Regions from separate parts of the Pan troglodytes genome. Here region 2 is linked to region 1. The links are chromatin contacts, called in public HiChIP or PLAC-seq maps. All regions are on one chromosome and are shown on one strand. The core of a region is the stretch at or near the end of the contact, and the rest is flanking DNA. Distances in the headings are between cores, read along the strand shown.

Region 1 (4,894 bases), core at 722-3,221:
GCTCCCAACCCTGTCTACCCACCCATTGCAGGGGGAGGCTGCAGAACACAAGTCTTGCACTACCTCTGCCCAACCTGGAACCCCAGCCCCCAAGACTCATTTGCCCCCACTGGTCCCACTCACCTACAATTCTCCTGGAGGCTTTCTGTGGGCCCTCAGCCCATAGAGCTGACTCTCCTCTCTGAAGTTCTGTAACTCTTGCTGCAAAGCCACTGGTCACTTACTCCCATTATACTGGGCCACTAGCCCATCTGGCACCTTTATGCATATTAGAAAAAGGTGTGCCTTTCTCTAGGCAAAGCAGCTTTGTGCCAAGGCCCAGAGTTTGTCAGGTAGAGCATGAGCTGGACTTTAGCCCCCACTTGCCCACTCAGCTGAGCTCCCTTATTTAGTACCCGTCCTGTGTAAGTATTCACAGCAGCTCTGATTACCGGAGCCTGCCTTGTAGGCTGGATGGATGTGTGTGACCACCATCCAGCCCACTCTAATATGTATCCCGGGTGTAAATGCTCCAGGGAGTCTCCTCCCTGTCAGACAGTATGCCCTGTGGTAAGGGACCATGTGTAATAACCCTGCTAAGTGTTTTCAGTGGCTACCTAGCACAGTTACCCAAACACATCCTCACCACAATAGCTACAATTTATTGAATGCTTACTAATTCTCACAACACTACATGAGACAAATATTGTGATCATTGTTCAGATGAGAAAACTGAGGCTCAGACAGATTAATGTGCCCAAGACATCACAATTAGTAACTGCAAAGCTAAGTAAATTCACACTCAGGTGTGCCTAATCCAAAAACCTGTTTTTCCTATAATCTAGAGTCTAGACAATCTATAAATGTGTGGGATGAAAGAAAAGGAAGAATTATTCATGATGGTAGAGGGATTCAGAGAAGACTTGGGGGCCCAGAAAAAGAACTCGGGGAAACACTGGGGAGCCCAGGTGAGGGATGAGATGGGGATCTCACCGAAGAAGCAGTAGACGACTCCAAACAAACAGCACATGATGCAGACGAGGGCCGGCAGTGCCTGGTACCTGCGCTCCAGGGGCTGTTCACAAGGTGCACCCCAGAAGGCATCATCTGGCTCAGGGGGCAGCAGCTGGAACCGCAGTGTTGCCACAGTCCCCGGCATAGTGCTGGGAATAGAAGGGAGTCACCCTCCCAAGTTAACCTGACAGAGGGAAAGTTGGGGTCACGGAGGAGTCCTGGGTCCCCACCAGGATGGGGGTGGGAGAGGGATTGGGAGAACTCAGCAAGGACAGTGGACAAAGGAGTGGTATCCACATTTGTGCAGCTCTGGAAGCATCTCTGGAGTGGGGAGCAAAGACAAAGGGAAACAAAAGTGCCTGGCTAGTGGAGGCTGGGATGAAGTTAAAAGAGGGACGGGAGTCAGGGGGGATGAAGGGAGAGTGCTGCCAGTGAGAAGGAGGCAGCCAAGAGATTCATCTGTGGGCGGCTCAATATGGGATTGTCCAAGATTTACCTGGGCTGGAGGCGACCTGAGCTTCTGAGTGAAAGAGGCTGTGCAGAGGCCCGAGGGGCCGGGGTTGCGGGGCGCCAGAGGCTCCAACTGACTGGGGTCCAGGGAAAGTCCGTCGTGCGAGGAAGGGGGCTGCTGGGCCGGAGAGAATGGTGTCGGCGCGGTGGTGGCGCCGCTCCACGTCCAACACCGGCTGGCACTCCAGTCCCGCGACGTCCAGGAACTCGGGCTGGGCCTGAGGAAGGGGAAGGCGCAGGAGCCGGGGCTCGGGCCGCCCCAGAACCGCGGCCCCATGCCCTGAGCCCGCCCGCGGCCTTTGGTGCTGATGGACAGCTCCGGCCTCTGCTCCTGACGTCACTCGGCGCACCATCCAGGCAGGGGCGGGCTGCTTCTGACGTCACCTGGGACGCACCAACCACGCCGCGGGAGGCAGGGGACTCCGCCCCCGGCGTCTCCCTCTCCCGCACTGAGGAGGGGGCACTTCCGGGGGTCCTTCCCCTTTAACCTCCCACTTCTCCTCCCTCTCCGGTAGCGAGAGCCCGAGACCCCACCCCGGGGGCGGGGCCCTTGCAGTGACACGTCGGACAGCTGCGGCCGCGGCTGAGGCTCCAGTGCCGAGCGCAAGAACCCTGCGCAGCCCAGAGCAGCTGCTGGAGGGGAATCGAGGCGCGGCTCCGGGGATTCGGCTCGGGCCGCTGGCTCTGCTCTGCGGGGAGGGAGCGGGCCCGCCCGCGGGGCCCGAGCCCTCCGGATCCGCCCCCTCCCCGGTCCCGCCCCCTCGGAGCCTCCTCTGGCTGCTCTGGGGCTTCGCCGGGGCCCGGGACCCGCGGTCCGGGCGCCATGCGGGCATCGCTGCTGCTGTCGGTGCTGCGGCCCGCAGGGCCCGTGGCCGTGGGCATCTCCCTGGGCTTCACCTTGAGCCTGCTCAGCGTCACCTGGGTGGAGGAGCCGTGTGGCCCAGGCCCGCCCCAAACTGGAGACTCTGAGCTGCCGCCGCGCGGCAACACCAACGCGGCGCGCCGGCCCAACTCGGTGCAGCCCGGAGCGGAGCGCGAGAAGCCCGGGGCCGGCGAAGGCGCCGGGGAGAATTGGGAGCCGCGCGTCTTGCCCTACCACCCCGCACAGCCCGGCCAGGCCGCCAAAAAGGCCGTCAGGTAGTGATCGGCTGCGCCCGCTCTACCCCCTGGGCAGCGGCCGGGAAGCGCGCGGGGAAGTCGCCCGGGCCCGGGTCGGGCTCCGGAAGGAAGGGGCTGGCGAGCCAGGAAGTCTTTGGGCCCCGATAACTTCCGATGGCCCTGCCTTCCCGAGAGCCGTGGGGCCAGTCCGAGACTTTCTCTGGGCCCTATCCCGGCCTGGGCTGAACTTACTAATCTCTGTCCTAAACTGGCTCGACCCGATGGCACCCCAGAGATCCTACTAGCTCCCTGGCTGGGCTGCTGGTGTTAGAGAAATGATTTGTATATAGGGTGAGTGTATAGAGACAGGGAAAGAGAAAGGAGAGAACTAGGATTTACCTGGATCTCTTGTTCCTGAGTGGGTTACAAGGGCCACCTCAGGGTGAGATGGGGGAGGGAGGAATGTACCTATCTCATTAATGTCTCTGCTGATGAGTTGAAATAACTTCTAAGTAACATTGGGTTCAAATGCTGGTTCTGCAATTTACCTTCTGCCTTACCAAAAGGTAAGTTCCTAGAGCCCCTGAGTGCAGTTTGCCCCTCCCCGCAAAAACACTCAGTACACCCCTATGCCAAACGTTTCTTTATATCATTTATGTGAGGCATTTGTGGCATAATGGCATATTTATATAGAAATGAGTAGATACATGGTGTGTCCAGCGTTTGGCTGGGTGCTTTAAACAGATATAATCAGTCCCATTTTACAGATGGCTCAGGTTAAATAACATGCTCAAGGACATAACTACTAAGTAGCGAACCCCGGAGTCAGACCCACAATATCTCTCTCCTATCTGGGTGGGTATTGCCATCTCCCAAATGCAAAGCACTACCTGTTTAAGACCATTTCGTTTAAATCCTCATGACCCCTGGGAGAGAGGGTTTATTTTTAACCTATTCATAGGTGAGAAAACAGATACAGAGAAGATGTGACCTGCCAGGGTCTGTGCTGACCACTCCCCCCACCCCCCGCCCCGTTGTCTTTTTGATAAGCTTGTGCCATCTCCTCCCCTAGGACCCGCTACATCAGCACGGAGCTGGGCATCAGGCAGAGGCTGCTGGTGGCGGTGCTGACCTCTCAGGCCACGCTGCCCACGCTGGGCGTGGCCGTGAATCGCACGCTGGGGCACCGGCTGGAGCGTGTGGTGTTCCTGACGGGCGCACGGGGCCGCCGGGCCCCACCTGGCATGGCAGTGGTGACGCTGGGCGAGGAGCGACCCATCGGACACCTGCACCTGGCGCTGCGCCACCTGCTGGAGCAGCACGGCGACGACTTTGACTGGTTCTTCCTGGTGCCTGACACCACCTACACCGAGGCGCACGGCCTGGCACGCCTAACTGGCCACCTCAGCCTGGCCTCCGCCGCCCACCTGTACCTGGGCCGGCCCCAGGACTTCATCGGCGGAGAGCCCACCCCCGGCCGCTACTGCCACGGAGGCTTTGGGGTGCTGCTGTCGCGCATGCTGCTGCAGCAACTGCGCCCCCACCTGGAAGGCTGCCGCAACGACATCGTCAGTGCGCGCCCTGACGAGTGGCTGGGTCGCTGCATTCTCGATGCCACCGGGGTGGGCTGCACTGGTGACCACGAGGTGGGACGATAAGCTATCCCACTGATACCTCCTTGTCATGTTCAAATCCCTCTGAGAGGCAAAGGGATGTTGGAGATACAGGCCTGCTTTTCCATGCCAATTCGGACATTTATTTTCTATCTCTGTGACCCCCAGTAAATTACTAAATATCCTGGGCTTCAGTATCTTCCTTTGTGCCAATGGAAATAATTATTGCTCGGGGTTGTTACAAGGATTAGAAAAAATCAGGGAGCCTTGTACATAATAGGCATTTGATGTTAGTTATTATTTTAGCCCTTGGACAGCTCTGAGACAGGACGCATGCCCATTTCGCAGATGAGCTAGCGGAGGCATGCTGAAGGTCACACAGACTCACAACTGGTCAGGGTAGACTTAAACCCTCAGACTGCAAGTCCACAACAGGTCATAGGCTGAGGAGATGAGACACTTACTATGAGACAACGGAAGACAATGCCAGCTCATCACAGATCCCTTCCCTTCCTCTCCCCAGGGGGTGCACTATAGCCATCTGGAGCTGAGCCCTGGGGAGCCAGTGCAGGAGGGGGACCCTCGTTTCCGAAGTGCCCTGACAGCCCACCCTGTGCGTGACCCTGTGCACATGTACCAGCTGCACAAGGCTTTCGCCCGAGCTGAACTGGAACGCACGT
Region 2 (4,626 bases), core at 799-3,298, 54 kb before region 1:
CTGAGGCAGAAGAATCACTTGAACCTGGGAGGGAGGCAGGGGTTGCAGTGAGCCGAGATCATACCACTGCACTCCAGCCTGGGTGACAGAGCGAGACTCCGTCTCAAAAAAAAAAAAAAAAATTCAGGACACTGATGTTGGTACAATATGTATATATAGCTATATGCTGTTTATATAAATTCCTGCAGCCACGCAATCAAGATACAAAACTATTCTGCTGCCACAAAGCTCTTCTCCTGCTACCTCCTTGTAGTCACACATTCACACACCCACTATTCATCACTGAATAAATTAACAAGTCCTACAACCTGACATGAAGGATTCTGTATGTACTAGACACTGAGGATAGATACAGACATGGTTCAAGGACTCTTCCCACGTTCAAAGGGCCTCCTAGTTGTCTCCTCCCAGAGAAGGATATAAGACATTTGCAAAGTTATCAATACAAGCCAGGAAATAAAACTGCTACTGGCCAGGTGCTGTGGCTCACGACTTTAATCCTAGCACTTTGGGAGGCCAAGGCAGGTTAATCACTTGAGGTCAGGAGTTCAAGACCAACCTGGCCAACATGGTGAAACCCTGTCTCTACTAAAAATACAAAAATTAGCCGGTCATGGTGGTGCACACCTGTAGTCCCAGCTACTCAGGAGGCTGAGGCAGGAGAATCACTTCGTCCCAGGAGGTGGAGGTTGCAGTGAGCTGAGATTGCGCCACTGCACTCCAGCCTGGGTGACACAGCAAGACTCTGTCTCAAAAAAAAGAAAAGAAAGAAAAGAAAACTGCTATAAAGAGAGCTTCCACAGATATCGTCAATAGGAGCATGGAGTGATGGAGGACAGCTAACATTAACTGTAGTATGTACCAGATGACTTTGGTATCTCATTCAAACCTTCTCAGAATCTCTCAAAGAGAAGCACTATTAACCCCATCTTACAGATATGAAAATTGAGGTTCAAAAAAGTGAAAAATCTTGATGGAGATCATATAATTGGTAGGAAGTTACTTCTCCTATCTGATCTCAAAGCCAAGGCTTTTTCTACCACAACTAATGCCAACCAAGTATTCAACAACTACTGTGGCTCCACTATGCCCAGGCACAGTGCCAAGCATCAGGGAAATCATTACAATAACAATAGCTCCCAACTGTAAGCAGTTACTATACTTGCAGGCATTGTACTAAATACATGAATTAAAACGAATCCCCACAAATGTTAAGTACAATCACTATGCCAATCTGTGAGGAAAACTGAGCCTCAGGAAACAGTATGGCAAGTTTGAAAGAGGGTTGATATTCCAACCCAAGTGGGTCCGACTCCAAATCTCGTGCTTCTATCTACTGTACTTAGTACCTTGCTACACAATAATGATTATGATCGAGATCAGTCCCTGGTCCTGAGGGGCTTTTAGTCAGGTAATGATCACTTCCTTCTGACAGTGTCAGAAGGCACGGAGGGAGGGATACCGCCCTTTGGCCTCAAAAGACGGCTAGAGTTTAGGCTATCACAGGCAAAGGACACTGTACGGGCGAACAAACCTGGGAAAAGTAAAGAAATTGAACTCTGACACCTGGTGACCCTACCAGTCGTAACTCCATGACTCTCAGGGCGTGTCTCCAGAAAGCACCACCCCTACCTCGTCCGAGGTCCGAGGCCCAGCCCAACCGGAAGTCCACTCACCGGACTCCCGCAGCAACCCCGCGAGCTTCCACACCAGGGAGTCCCTCTGAGCGGTCGTCATGGCCACGGGACGCTGGGGGGCGGAGCCTGGGGGGGAAAGAGGAAGCGGAAGAGCCTCAGGTGGGCGGTAGTGCCAAAAGCCCACGGCGTCCGCGCAAACCGAGGCGTCATGCGGAGAAAAAGGCGAGCAAGGAAAGAGAGGAAGAGCATCCTCCTGGCCGCCCTTTCGAGGAACATAAGTCCTGGTCAGACATACCGAACCTCCCCGTCTGGTCCTCCTACCAGCTCAGCTGCCCGGCGCCTATCAATGATGGAAAGGAAGTCCCGCCCCGGAAGAAAAGCGAGCCAAGGGACGACCGGAAAACATGCCTCTGCCGCCGGAAACCGCGCCGTAGGTTATGCAAACGAATCGAAAAGGGGCGGTGCGGGGGCTGTCTCCTGACCGCGGTGGTGGCTGCAGTGGTTCCCTGGGCTTCCTGGCCCGGAGCTGGGCTCCCATTATTCCCCCGCCCTGCGCAGCCTGGGGCTCCCGCTTGGCTTTCGGCGAGCCTACCGCGCCGGTGAGGAAACCCTGACTCGTTTGCAAACTGGGCGGGGAAGCAAAGTTTAGAGAAATGGAGCTTTGTTAGATAAAAATTTTTTCAAAGCAAACAGTCATTTTCCAGTGAAAGGAGAGCGTATTCGCCGTAGGATGGACTTAGATCGTGTAAAAGCTGAGGCTACCGAGGATATAACCTCCGGGGTCCTTTGCCTCCTTTTCCTTAGACTCCCTCCAAACTCGTGTATCTTTCCTTCAGCAGTACTGGGCTCCACGCGAACCTAGTCCTTTGTCTTTACCCTATTACCTTTCATAACATCCTAGTTGAAAAGTAGTTATTCAACCGCGTTTGAAAATGAGAACAGGTTCACAGAGGCTAGGTTACTTGCGAAGTTCGTTCAATTAGTAACCAGTAGCGCCAGGACTGCCAGTTTCTTGCTTCCGAATTCTCATGATAGCTTTCACCAGGCTCCCCGTCAAATGCTAACGTCAACTACTGAACTAGATTAGCAAAAAGGTCTTTTAACAGAATTCCTGGTTTTCAGGGAGAGTTTCTTTCATGAAGCGCCCCATTTCTACAGAGGAAAATCAAAATGAATCCTAAGCCAGTTGAAAGGAGGAATAGGGTCATAGTCATCTTTATCCCCAGTTGCCAGATTTGAAAGATTTTATTTTCTAAAGACAAAATATTTGAAATGGCAAATATTTCAAATATTTTGAATATTTGAACCACACAATTTCGCATTCATGGCATACTACTTGTGCTCTGAGCTGAAAGCCTTTTAGGTTAAATAAAGTAAGTGGAGATACATCCGAAGCAGTGTTGAGCTCAGAAAAACAATACCCCAAAATACGGCGCTTTGGTGTGCTGACTATTTTGAACTAAAAGAGACTGGAAGGCCTCAGGCACAGTCTCTCCGACCTTTTCCTGCCCTCCTGTCTCCCAGCCTTCTTTCTTCCCCAAGGCAAGCCATAGAAACCGGAATTCCTCTTCCCCAAGATGAGTCACAGAAACTAGAAGCCCTCTCCCCCAAAGCCAGCCATAAAACCTAAACTTCCCCCACCTTTCTACGTAAGAGCTGGCCGTGGCCTGGCGCGGTGGCTCACGCCTGTAATCCCAGCACTTTGGGAGGCCGAGGCCAGCGGATCACCAGAGGTCGGGAGTTCGAGACCAGCCCAACCAACATGGAGAAACCCTGTGTCTTCTAAAAATACAAAATTAGCCGGGCGTGGTAGTGCATGCCTGTAATCCCAGCTATTCGGGAGGCTGAGGCAGGAGAATCGCTTGAACCCGGGAGACAGAGGTTGCTGTGAACCGAAATCACGCCATTGCACTCCAGACTGGGCAACAGGAGGGAAACTCAGTCCAAAAAACAAGCTGGCCGTAAAGAACTTCTCTGGCCTACCTTGTCTGATAGTAGGCCGTAAGACCCTCATTCTGGAAGAGATCCTGCCTCATACCTGGGAGGAAGGAATGCTACACAGAAAGACCTTGTTGGGTTTCCAGCTGCTGTCTGTTACTATTAAGTGGCACACTTTTTGCCCAACCACATTACTGCAGGCTGTCCATTTTTCATAGAATCTAAGCATTAAAAGCAAGTTTTCCCTGGCTCTTTGGGTAGCCATTTCTGAAGGCTCCCATGTCATGTAAAACTTTGATTAAATAAACTTCTTAGTTTATTTTAGATTTTTCTCTTAACCTATCTTTTGTTATACGAGCTCTGACCCTTATGATGTGGAAGAAAGGCATCACAACTTTTCAGCCCCCACAACAGCTAACTAGTATGCAAATATAAAGTCAGAGTAAAAGCTCAGTATATTTTGTTGAATTATTAATCCCATAACCTGACAATTGTCAGTCCCTGTTTATTAATCACCTGGAACTTAGAAGGGCAGATTCTCCCAAACAGTAACTGCCAACTCTACCCCTCTTAGGCAAGAAACAGATTCTTTTCAAGTCACTGACATTGCAGTGTCTTGAAATCTGTTTCAGCCATGCCTTTTCAACCCATAGTTATTTTCTGAGAATTGCTCCACCCACATGGGTAGCCCCTGTAGCCAGGTTTGCTCTATATCCCTTTGCTTCTCAGAAACGTGGAAGTGGACAAAGGGAGAAGCAAAGAAAGCTGAACTACAGAGGGAGAGAAAAATAGATCTACTAAGGGAAAGCAACAGGAGACTCCGTAGTTCTTGTTTCCCTCCCCCTTGTGAGGCCCACTCTCCTTTCTACCCTTGGCCTGTAGGGGAGGCCTTGGCTGCCTTCCAGAGAATTCTCCCCCGCTTTTTTTTTGGCCTAAGTTAATCTGAATGTATTTCTGTAAATTGCTACCATAAGAACTTCAACTAAGACAAAACCTTTACAAAATGAAGTCTAGATTAGCAAATCTAAAAGGGAAAAAAATTCCCATTCAT

Evidence for each region. HiChIP or PLAC-seq counts read pairs in DNA pulled down with a chosen protein or histone mark.
Region 2: an H3K4me3 HiChIP or PLAC-seq map of stem cell-derived excitatory neurons shows a contact between it and region 1, with 5 times the contacts expected there. The contact joins the promoter of STK11IP here to the promoter of TMEM198 in region 1. A contact is called at or near these places in 1 of 7 Hi-C or Micro-C datasets (stem cell-derived neural progenitor cells) and 1 of 1 datasets of contacts at active chromatin or transcription factors (stem cell-derived excitatory neurons).

The regions. Positions count from the first base shown.
Region 1 is chr13:121,802,615-121,807,508 of NHGRI_mPanTro3-v2.0_pri, reverse strand. TMEM198 (transmembrane protein 198) reads right to left here and starts at 1,971. Exons shown (of 5, transcript XM_009444387.4): 1 at 1,490-1,971; 2 at 973-1,142. The coding sequence starts at 1,138. CHPF (chondroitin polymerizing factor) reads left to right here and starts at 1,891. Exons shown (of 4, transcript XM_003309469.6): 1 at 1,891-2,640; 2 at 3,674-4,247; 3 at 4,738-4,894. The coding sequence starts at 2,327.
Region 2 is chr13:121,856,774-121,861,399 of NHGRI_mPanTro3-v2.0_pri, reverse strand. It overlaps STK11IP (serine/threonine kinase 11 interacting protein), which reads right to left and starts at 2,048. Exons shown (of 25, transcript XM_009444388.5): 1 at 1,959-2,048; 2 at 1,677-1,763. The coding sequence starts at 1,737.